Linked DNA regions of Hordeum vulgare: regions 2, 3 and 4 are each linked to region 1. A link is a contact called in public Hi-C and HiChIP or PLAC-seq data. All regions are on one chromosome and are shown on one strand. Each heading gives the region's core, a stretch centred on a gene start, on an enhancer-like site or on the middle of the called end of the contact. The rest is flanking DNA. Distances are from core to core; before and after follow the strand shown.

The links. A called contact is a pair of places that touch in the nucleus more often than the background predicts. HiChIP or PLAC-seq counts read pairs in DNA pulled down with a chosen protein or histone mark.
Region 2: a Hi-C map of seedling shows a contact between it and region 1, with 5 times the contacts expected there. The contact joins the promoter of LOC123434543 here to the promoter of LOC123434623 in region 1. A contact is called at or near these places in 3 of 6 Hi-C or Micro-C datasets (leaf and seedling) and 1 of 1 datasets of contacts at active chromatin or transcription factors (embryo).
Region 3: an H3K4me3 HiChIP or PLAC-seq map of embryo shows a contact between it and region 1, with 7 times the contacts expected there. The contact joins the promoter of LOC123434607 here to the promoter of LOC123434623 in region 1. A contact is called at or near these places in 2 of 6 Hi-C or Micro-C datasets (leaf and seedling) and 1 of 1 datasets of contacts at active chromatin or transcription factors (embryo).
Region 4: a contact with region 1 is called in a Hi-C map of leaf, with 3 times the contacts expected there. The contact joins the enhancer-like site here to the promoter of LOC123434623 in region 1. A contact is called at or near these places in 2 of 6 Hi-C or Micro-C datasets (both in leaf) and 1 of 1 datasets of contacts at active chromatin or transcription factors (embryo).

What each region holds. Positions count from the first base shown.
Region 1 is chr1H:334,731,781-334,734,573 of MorexV3_pseudomolecules_assembly, reverse strand. LOC123434623 (sphingoid long-chain bases kinase 1-like) reads right to left here and starts at 1,405. Exons shown (of 9, transcript XM_045115523.1): 1 at 1,116-1,405.
Region 2 is chr1H:334,250,280-334,253,072 of MorexV3_pseudomolecules_assembly, reverse strand. LOC123434543 (tubulin-folding cofactor D) reads right to left here and starts at 1,387. Exons shown (of 17, transcript XM_045115518.1): 1 at 1,070-1,387; 2 at 97-644. The coding sequence starts at 1,291. LOC123434575 reads left to right here and starts at 1,478. Exons shown (of 6, transcript XM_045115520.1): 1 at 1,478-1,632; 2 at 1,739-1,794; 3 at 1,872-1,995. The coding sequence starts at 1,560.
Region 3 is chr1H:334,380,235-334,383,027 of MorexV3_pseudomolecules_assembly, reverse strand. It overlaps LOC123434607, which reads left to right and starts at 1,363. Exons shown (of 3, transcript XM_045115522.1): 1 at 1,363-2,346. The coding sequence starts at 1,489.
Region 4 is chr1H:334,410,846-334,413,638 of MorexV3_pseudomolecules_assembly, reverse strand. No RefSeq gene overlaps it. Among protein-coding and RNA genes, the nearest start is that of LOC123434607, 31 kb to the right of the region's middle. Within about 2 kb of position 1,363, at least 1 of the 3 cell types and tissues checked has open chromatin away from gene starts, as enhancers often do. A contact at or near this core is called in leaf, where this site is marked.

The DNA of each region.
Region 1 (2,793 bases), core at 156-2,655:
GACCTGTTTGTTGTGCTATGGCGGTTTGCTTTATTTATAAAGCGGGGCGAAAACCTTTTTCGGTAATATAATCTAGACCATGAAGAGCAAAAATCATCAAATACCATTTGCATGCTCCTGGTTTGATCAACGAAGCCTGGACATTTATAATCCTACCTGAGGTGCCATGATTCATAAAAAATAATACTGCAAGCCATGCAGCATATCTGGAAAGGCCAAGGCTACAAACAGCTGGCGGATGCTCCTAAGACTACCCACAGTGGGAGTAACATAGGTAGTAACATAGATGCCACATAATCAAAAAAGATGATGTGACAGCAAATTAATGAGGAGAGGGACAAATTGAGTAACATAGCTAGTTACTCATACTATGAGTAACATCACACATACCAAGACAAGATGAGTCTATATGCTAATAAATGAAAATCTCTATGTTAACATTTCTATGTTACTACCCACTATGGAGGTAGTAACTTAGACTAGTAACATATGCATGTTACTATTATATGTTACTTTCCATTGTGGGTAGCCACTAAGGAAAAGACTAAAAAGCAACCTAAGTGGACATCATGTTAGGTACAGCATAGGCTGGTTATTGAAAAATATACAAAAGGTGAAAAACTCTGTCTACCTAACTTGAGCAATCTGAATGCAAAAGCTTTTCATTGGAAGGTACCAAGCAACTTCTAACAAAGTGTGACCCATTCCAGCTTTAAAGCTGTCACTAACAGCTCTGGTAAAGGACAGGCAGCTGAAGTGACCCAACCGCGGCCAAAATCTAAATGTCACAGTTCAAAGCTCATAAGTAAAATAAAATAAAAATCCCCTGCTTAGTTTAAAAATAAACCCATACAGCTTTGCGATAAAATCTCGCTCCAACACACAATTCCACACAGCGGGAACAAAAAGGATTTTCCCAGACCACTAGCAGTAATTTCCTAGCTCGATTGAAACTGAAGGGCGTCTTAGCCTTACTTCTAATAAAACTATGTACTTCAAATTTATCCCAATTCGACCATGCATACATTAACAGGGGCGGATCTAGATGGGCGCACATAGAATTTGTGGAGGTCAGTGAGGTTTATCCAATCGCTGGATTGCAAAAAGGCTCATACCTCAATCAAAAACCAATGGCCAAAATTGCAGACGGAGTCCAGACGGCAGGGACGCGACGAGGTACAACGGGAACGGCGATGGCGGCGAGGCGCGCGAGAGGCGGAGGGGTTGCGGGGGTGAGGCGGAGGGGTGACTATGAGCTACGGCACGGCGGCAGCTCTAGGGCTGGCACACAGGTCGGGTTGGAGCTTGGGTAGGTCAGGACTAGGGAGAGGACGAAGAAGAGGAAAGAATGGTGTACAGGACGGTGGAGAGGAAACCGTGGAGCTGTGGAGCAGGTGGATTTTGACTCCGGGTGCCTGGAGCAGCTATTTGATTCGGAAAGAAACAAAAAATGGTAGGTGTTTTATTTTGGAACTTGGACCTTTTTCAGGGCATGTACGTTTATATTTACAAAGAAAAACTTTGTAGTTTGTAATTAGTATATGTACCAACCTGAAAAATAATAAAAGAATGTGAGGTGGGTATATGACATGTATTAGGTACATTTGTATCTGTATCTATGCAAATCTAAGACAAGTAATTTGGGACAAAGCGATCGAGAGAGTATGTTTTAAAGCTTGAGTTCAGCATTCCAGTCAAAAAATAGCTTAGCTTCAATATGAATTGGTTTGTTGTGACCCCGTCGGCTCTTATCCAAGCGAACAAGGTGGTTAGGGTTTCTGCCTCTCGTCGTCATCGTTGTCGATCTACATCGTTTCCCGTCGTCTTATGTCCATGGGGCGTGATGGACCCCGACCTTGTCAGCGGGATGGCTTCGTTTTTATATGTCCTTCAAGTTTTTTTAGGGTTTGTGTCATGTTCGGGAAGACGAGACGGCGACGACTCTCTCAAGGTGGAAAAAGGTTCTCCCCGCCCTTGTCCCGATGGTGTGTCTAGCATTATTGGAGGGCATGTGGAGGTGTATCTCCAGTGGATCTCGCAGAATTCGATCGGTGGTTGGATTCACTTGGATCCGGTATTCGTTCGTCTACGTCAGTGTATCTTCAGGTTGGATCATTTTGATCTACGCTTCACTTCACGAGTGGCGGTTGCTATTCGGGTGCGTTGGTCTTATGGGGTGTTAACGATGAATTTTCGACTCTCTATTACAATAAGTTTCGCTCGGCTCTGGCGAGTGAGGGGTGATGATGGCGGCACCCCTTCAGCTTGCTCGAGTGCTTATAGTCGTCGCTAGATTACCGTTCAATGTGATGATATGTTGTGTTGTTCTCCCTCTAGTGGTTGACAAAATATTGGAAACAGGGGTACCCCTAATACCTTCCAAGTGGGCCCATTTGGAAAAAAGGTACTAGATTAAACCTTGGAAAAGGGTTCATTTGCCACTCGCTATTATTTACAGCTTGAAGACATGCACAGATACACAACTACCACGATGCTATCAGCCACGGGAGATCATCATGAAAGGAAGTGATGCCAACAGTGATGACATTGGAGGACGGAGCCCCAAGCATCATATACACGTGTCGCAAGGGCAAGTGACCCTTGCAACACTGCACCGGCCATGCATTTAGTGCCCACTTAAGCTACATAGCATAGCCCCTGCAGGCCTATGTGAATAGGCCATCATCATGAAGATTGAGTTGGGTGGGCATCTCGGGCCGATCAGGCATGGGCTTTATCGGTCATATGGACATGACCGAGTCTTGATCCATCCCTTGACCAAATATGGGCGAT
Region 2 (2,793 bases), core at 138-2,637, 480 kb after region 1:
AGAAACTTGACAGTGCTCCGGTGACAGGATACTTTTGAAGGTAATTTAGCAATATGAAATGTATATGCATAATGGCTATAAGCTGAAAAAGATAACCTGCTGAAGGCCTTCAGCATGTCTGGACGAGTCAACAGCCTTGCAAGCAGCAACCCTGACATCCTTCTCATCGGACCAGAGTTGGAGAGATAATCCTTACAGATGTCCAATATCCTTGTCACAAGCGGAACAACCTCAGACCCAGGCACGTCAGCAGTGGCAGCAATGCTCGTGTCAACGGAGGAGATATCGAACGGAATTAATATCAGTATATAAAGCCACAACAGAACGACACACTTCGTCTCCATTTCTCCTGTGCTCTCTTGCCTAAGAGCTGTCGCTGAGCTCATTGTATGGCACTTCTCAAGGAGAGCAACTGCAAGCTCTAGATCAGAAACCTGATGAGGGAAGAATTTGATGACGCTCTTATACCCACAGACTGTAACCAGGGTGTAGATGATAATACACAGAGGCTTGATGATTTCAAGGAGCTCATCTGTGGCAGCACCAAGTTCCATTATCTTTGATCGAACCAAGGACATAAGTGGTGAGATGATGTCTTCTAGGTATGGCTCGAGAAGTTGACCTTCTTCTTGATATTTGTCCATCTATTTCCCAACAAAAACCATGGCATTAATTTGTATCAAGCTTTTAAGCATGAAGGGTTTGGCATAAATTGCACTAGTTCACAGATTGACAAAACCAATCAATTCCCAGTGCAAATTTGATAGCTAGTCCACTAAACAGCTTAAACAGCACCCTACACTATGGAGCGTTCATCGAGTGTTCACTGAAAAAAAAAGGCATTCAAACAAGGGTTTGCCATTTCCCAAGAGCACGGGGCTTGAAAATTTACATGACCTCTTCAGATTTTGTGTGTGCAATTAACAATCAACGCTGAAACAGATTAAGCTCTTCCGTGACCAGACAAGCAGAATCCAGCATTTTCTTACAGGGCTAGGCATTATTCTCGTAGGGATCTATGGTTCAGCGACAGGTAACATCCGGAGAAGGGGTGGGGGAGAGAGCTTACGATGGAGCGGATCCTGTGGACGTCGGCGGGTTCCGCGACGCCGCCAGCGGCGACGATGCGGCGGAGGATGGCGGAGACCAGCTCCCATTCCTGGAGAAAGTACCGCCGCAGGACGACCTCCTTGGAGTCGTGCACGTCGTCGCAGACAGCGGCGGCGGCAGTAGGACCACTCGAGGCATCCCCAGCGCCAGTGCCTGCGGACTGGTCAGGTGTGACAGGCATGGAGACAGTCTCTGTGGGAATGGCGGCGGCGGAGTGGACAGGTGGCTGCGACTTGCGAGTGTGCCGGAGACTGCGCCGTCGTGTTTGTGCGTGTCTCTGATCGCCTGACGCTTAATAGCACCACAGGCGTATTCCCTTTCTTTACGCATCTGTGACTAGGAGGCGTATTTTCTGTCTACAAGACTCTCGCACGCAGGAAGGCGCCTCCTGCCTGGACAGACCTCTCCTTCCTTCCCCGCGAGCACCGTCGCCGTCGTCGTCCATCCCGATGCAGCAGCGGCGCGGCCGGCCGTCCGGCACGGATGGCTCCGACTTCTCCTACCGCATGGTCGTCGACTCCCGTAAGCATCCAGCGCACCAAAACCCCAAACCCGAGCTACCTTCTTGTTCGCTTCGGCAGGCCTAATCCAGCCCCAAAACATCCGCGATTCTCGCGCGCCATTGCAGGGTACCAGAGGGTCGCCGACGGCAGATCCCGCCTCGCCCGGCTCATCCTCGTGCAGGTACGGACCGGCGCGCTGGCTCACCATTCTTGTCATCGCTGATCTGACAAGTGCTCGTCGTGGTTTGCTTTCTGTAGATGCTGCACCAAGTCGCTGGGGGCGCGTCGCTGCTGCTGTCGCTGTCGAAGGGGGCGGAGATAAACAAGTTCGCCGTGCTGTCCGTGGCCGCCGGGCTGCTGGCCATTCTGTTGGGGGAATTTGGTGATGAGTCCATTACAACTGTTCTGAGCTTTTGTTTCCAGATTCCCTGTCTTCTGACCAGAACATTGGATCTCAATCTGGTCTTAGTAGCAAAATCGCCATGAGATCCTACAAGCCTTTACTAGTTTCAGTAGATGAAATGACTGCATAGTTCAGTGGAAGTCTGAAAAACTATATAAATTGGTATTACTGAGCTAAAATGGGGAGCTTAAAACTATGAGTTGAAATTATATAATTGGTGTCACTGAGCTAAAAAGTCTATAGACAATCCAGAGAAAGCATTGCCAAGTCGCCGACGATGGTCACAGGTCACTCCTTGTGTGGGACTAGCGAAACTAGGAGACTTCAGTACTTCGATTATTCTCGTGGTTATCTTAACTCATGAGCTTCGTTAGAGCCTTCATGTTGTATATTGATTGGCATCCATAGCACGAAACCTTTCCTAGTAAGTTGTAGATAGTACTACTCCCACAGTTCCACTTGAGCGCTTCAAAAACAATCATGTTAGGATAAACAAGTATGACTGTTTACAGCACACGTTATTATGGGCCTTCCATACTGACAAGCAAATTGCAGCACTGTATGAGCTTCTGATCCTTGCCCCAACCGTCTCTCGACATATTGGATAAATGATCAAGGGGTTGTAGGTATCCAAAGTTTGAGGCAGCGTGGTGCTGTGCATATAGCTCCCGCTTGCGCAGGGTCCGAGTCTGACCACTTTGGGTCTTTTGTACGCAGTCTTTCCCTGCATTTCTGCAAGAGGCTGTTTCCAGGACTCGAACCCGTGACCTCATGGTC
Region 3 (2,793 bases), core at 114-2,613, 350 kb after region 1:
AGTCGGAGTCGTTTGCTCAGATTATAGGGACGACGATGACACCTCTAGGGAAAGAGTGATGACGATGACGCCTACGTGTTGTCTCGCCAAGACCCTCTTTGAAATGATGTGCGTGAACTTTTTATGTGTGTCGTTCAACTGTTGTAATGATTTTCGTCCAATTTTTTATAATTAACTGGACAATCTGGTTTTTGCTCGGTTTTTCTTTATTAACTGAGCAATTTTCTTCTTCTTAATAAATTGCTTTCCTAGGATAACTGCTATTTCAAAAAAATAAAAAATATCCCACACTATCTTTTGTGTTGCGTGTTTTGCTTTCATGTGGCTTAACATACCCTTGGATTTGTGGTATACTGATAAAGTGGTACAAAGTATATCAGGATATGGACGCTCATGACCTCAAACCAAAGATAGGAGGATCCTCATGAGAAAGACAACGGGAAAAAAACTATGGATGGACGATATTAAATCCGAAGAAAAGAAAAATAGATGGATGCGGTGCAGCACATGAGATCGCTGCAGCCTTGCAGCTACGGATTTTTGTTCGTGAGAAAATACAACCCTTTTCACTTAATTATGAAATAATCTCTCTGTCCCATATCACTATCAGGCAACGCAGCTTAGCTCCATCACATCAAATACAACATGTATAAACACGCAGTAATCGGCCCACCTTATAACTGGCAACTGCTCGTCATTCGGCCACCATTCGGAAACTGATGTCTGATGGATCGTAATATGGTCTGCTATGACAGGTAACTCTCACTGATTCGAACTAGTACTTGCCGCAAACTCAAGCCAGCCACACACCTGTTGCTCACTAGTAGGATGGCAGCGCCATACCACATTGCAATAACCCACTCCCACAAACATTGGTAGCACAATCATTGACGAGATAGATGAGCGAATATGTTCCACAGGGTCCCTGAAAAATACATACATTTTATTTTGCGGAGTACATTATCTTCTATATGAGCACATTCCCTGGACACATGGCACCCTTTCAGCGTCCTAGCTTGTGGCTCACTAGGCTGAGATATATATTCTATTCTGCTCTAAAGCATACATGTCGCCTACACTGCAAGTCAAAAGAATTCGTGGCATCGTGGTTAGCAGTCCTCCGCTGATCACGCTACCCGTCGCCCTCCACGTGCACGTTTCAATCCTTAGCCCGTCCTCGGGCTGGACTGGAATAAATTATGACACCGCCCATTCAAATTCAAAAAAAAAACGGACTGTTTAAGTAACGCAATCGTGCAAAGATTCGAAATGTTTCTAAAAAATAAATCCAGATGTTCTTGTTTGAAATGCGTACTTGGAATGTAGAAGCATGGTGGATTTGTGCGTATTATTAGAACCGCAGGCGAGGCGGCCACCCACCACCCACCGGGTGTGTCGCACGCACCGCCCATCCCTGAAACATCGCCACGTCCCGCCACGCCCCCAAATGTCCGTGGCCATCGGCGGCGGCGTCGACCCCCGTGTCCAATGCCCAAGCCCCACCAAGCCTCGCCAGCGCCGCCGACGCCGCTCTCCATCCTCCCGCCGCGGGGCTGCCCGCTCGCCACCGCGCTGCTGGCGCTGCTCTCGCTGCTCCTCGCCACCGCGCTGTGGCTCCTGCTCGTGCTGTCCCCGGCCCAGGCCCCCGTGGCGTCCTCCTCCTCCTCCGCGCTGTCCTACGCGGCGGCGGATGAGGCGCTCTACGCCGGCGACGCGGCCTCCCAGCTCTCGCTCGCCCACATCGTCTTCGGGATCGCGGGCTCGGCGCACCTCTGGCCGCGCCGCCGCGAGTACGTCCGCCTCTGGTGGGATCCCGCCTCCATGCGCGGCCACGTCTGGCTCGACGCCAGCGCGCCCGGCGCGCCGGGGCCCAGCGCAGCCGGGGAGGACTCGCTCCCGCCGATCCGGGTGTCCGAGGACACCTCCCGCTTCCGCTACACCAACCCGACGGGCCACCCTTCTGGGCTCCGGATCGCGCGCATCGCTGCCGAGGCCGTGCGGCTCGTTGGGGGTGGGGGTGGGGGCGCGCGGTGGGTGGTGCTCGTGGACGACGACACTGTGCTCTCCCCGGACAACTTGGTGGCGGTGCTCGGGAAGTACGACTGGAGGGAGATGGTGTACGTCGGGGCCCCGTCGGAGAGCCACTCCGCCAACACCTACTTCAGCCACGGCATGGCGTTCGGAGGCGGAGGCGTCGCGCTCAGCTTCCCCCTCGCCGCTGCTCTCGCGCGGACGCTCGACGTGTGCATCGAGAGGTACCCCAGGCTGTATGGAAGCGACGACCGCCTCCATGCTTGCATCACAGAGCTTGGCGTGCCCCTTTCACGCGAATATGGATTCCATCAGGTATGGAGCTATATCCTTCAACTTTTGTTCGGCACTCAACATTTTCTTTTTGCTATTTACAGCGCTTATCTTATTTAGAGAGATCTTATCAAATGGCTATAAATCTCATCCGAGCAACGCAATTGGGTCGCTTAGCCTGTCGTGCTATGTAGATTCTGCTAGCAAACTAGTAGTTCTCAGGCGCGCTCCTCCCCCCATTCCATGCTTCATTAGTGCAATGTGACATGCTCTGCATGTCGACTGAACGAATATGGGGATTGCTGAGGAATTAGCCCCACCGTAGAGCTTGCTTTGCAAGTTTTGATGCTGATGCGCTGTTTTGAACTTTACTATGGGTATCATGCTTGATTCGTTATGACAGAAAGAAAGTTGATCCTTTCTCTGTGGTACCACCCTAGCTGTGTCCTGTTTTGTTACCTCGCTGGTTGTAATGCATGTACAAAAGTA
Region 4 (2,793 bases), core at 114-2,613, 320 kb after region 1:
TGTTACCATGATGGTCGATGGTGTTGTGATGTTATGACAGCCATCGACGATGTCACAGTGTTACGGCTCTGGTTGATGGTGCATGGATGATATGATGATGGTCGATGATGTTGTGATGTTACAACGACGGTCGAGAGTGCTACATTGTTATTATGAAGCAAGGACTAGTGAGGTATACGACGAATGTGGTGACCAGGTCATTGGTTGGAAGGGGTAGGCGCGAAACGAAGGCGATGTTGGAACCACTCTATGCTTCCGATCTACTTCCTCTATCCCAAAATAAATGTCGTTGATTTAGTACAAAATTTATACTAATTTAATACTAAATTTGCGACACTTATTTTAAGACGAAGGGAATAACACTTTGATATGCACAATATAATTTTTGGCCGAGTCATCATTGAAAATTGTTGCAAATATTGGATAGATTAATTTAACCTTACATGTGGACTAGTCATGATCTACTTTGTGCTTTTGTTGGCTGCCAACGCGTACATACGTGAAGCAACCTGTAGTGTGTAGTCACTGTGTACGGTTCATCTGGGCCATACAAGTGAAGGAGGGCTAGGACCAGGCTGGTTGAACGGAATCATGCGGCAATGGTGCTGACGAGAGCTAATTCACTGCTGCTCGCTGCTTGCTGTTCACCACTCGTGCGAGAGACGTCAGATACACAGGGATCAGACGGCTGCAGACCCGACTGATTGTTGGCAGATATTAGCCGGATGATTTGTAGCATCCGTCTTTTCTTTTTTACCTTTGTCCTCTGGCCCATTTTTTTTAACCTTCAAAAAATAGGTGTGTGAGGTAGAACACGAACTCTTGATCTCTCGTTATGCATAGTTATTCTTTTATTCTTCTTGTTGTGCATTTTTTTCATTTGTTTTTTTTTTCTTTGCTTTTACTCCTTTTCAGTTTTATTTTATATTTTCTTTTTAACTTGCTTAAATTCATGAGCATTTTCTTAAAATTGTGAAAAATCAAACCTATGAAACATATTTTTGAATCTGTGATTTTTTTTCAAATTAATGAATATTTTTAATTTCGTAAACACTTGTCAAATTCATGATTTTTTTGTCCAATTCATGGGACCGGTTTGATTTTTCGGGTTACAAAGAATTTCGGTCTTATAAAAATACAAGCTGAACGGTTTCTATAAAATTTAAAAACCTAATTTTATCTAAAACAAAAAATTGATTCAGTCAGCGGTTCTGACCCAGTAAAACAGACGATTAGGCAAACCTGCTTATGCTACATGTTTTGGTACGGACAGGTTCAGACAAATGTGTTGGGTAGCAGCTACCTTTACAGTCTTTCACACGCTTCTTTCCTCAAGAGCAATCCGAGGTGGTACGAAAGCAAAATTTGTAGGTGAAAAACGAAACTGAGATGAGAAAAAGACAGGCAAGTGCATCAGCAGCTGGGCAGGCTGGGCTGGCGCCGCAGGAATTTTCTTTAAATAAGGCCGCTGGGATTTTCTTTAAATGAGGCCGCTGGGATAGGCAATATAATGCCGTTGGGATTTTTTTTAAATAATATATATTTTCAGTATTCTAGGTATTTTTGCTAATCAAGTGTAAAAAGCAAATGTACCTAATAATTTTTGTTTCTATAGATTTAATGACCGAAATGAACACTAAAAGTGTTGGTTTAGGTCCATCGGTTTACGGTCCCAGTTCGTTATATCAATTTTTGGTTAATATGCATACCTTTACTTCCTACCTGCATGAACACTGGTGGCATCACCATACCGCTGCCACAACGCCTCATCGAGATAAAAAAAATGAAACCACTGTTTAATTCTACCTTCATCCATCCAAAGCAGTAGTATGCTTTCCAACTTTAGCAGCCTTTTGTAGTGTAGGCTATTCGAGTCAAAGTCAGTATAATGCGGTCCAATCTTTTTTTATTGGTTGCCTCCACACTTTTGTCAGGGAAGAACCAGTCTTTTCTGTAGGATCTCGTCTACCCCTGTAAGCTATAAATTTTGCCATGCTAAACAATACAAACCTACGTGACATGTTGGGGCATGTGTCCAACCTGAAGCGTTGGTCATGCACTCATGCCCTTCGTGTAACGAGACGAGGTGGGACAAAAACTGCAAATGACACATTGTGATGCATACAGATACATACATGCAGGCTGCAACAAAAAGGCCAAACCTAGTTTATGCCTTGCGTGCAAGTGATCCGTGCAAGTGATTAGGTTGACCCATGGAATTTAGGTCCCTTTATCACGCGCGCTCGTCGCTACATGTGGCATAAATTTTCCAACACTCACACAAAAGACTAAACTTTTGCATTTTTTTGGTTTTGGTATCGGTTCGGTCTTTGGGTTGTCGGTTTTTATGCCTAGCCCTAGCTTTAAGGAGGGAAAAGGTATGTAAAATTAAAAAAAAGTTCATCAATTTGAGAAAAAAGTTCACAAATTTGGTAAAAAGTTCATGAATTTTCTGAAAAAATAGCAATTCATAATAAAGTTCACAAATTGGACAAAATAATTCAATAATTACATACTTTTCTCACAAGAGTTCGCCCAGTTAAGCCGGTCCATTGTTCTGATTGAGAGCACATTTTTCGGCATCTTCCAAATAACTTCAAAATATTTCCATGAACTTATATGACCAATTCAAGGCACCGTAACAAGTTGTTTTAGTTTTCGGAAAATTCTCCAATTTCTAGAGTTTTCTCGGTCCAAAAGATGGCGATAAATGGCCAAATGTGTCGCAACATGCATACGATATCGGAAATTGTTCAATCCCGACATGCAAGCCTACTATGAGCATCCCCACTT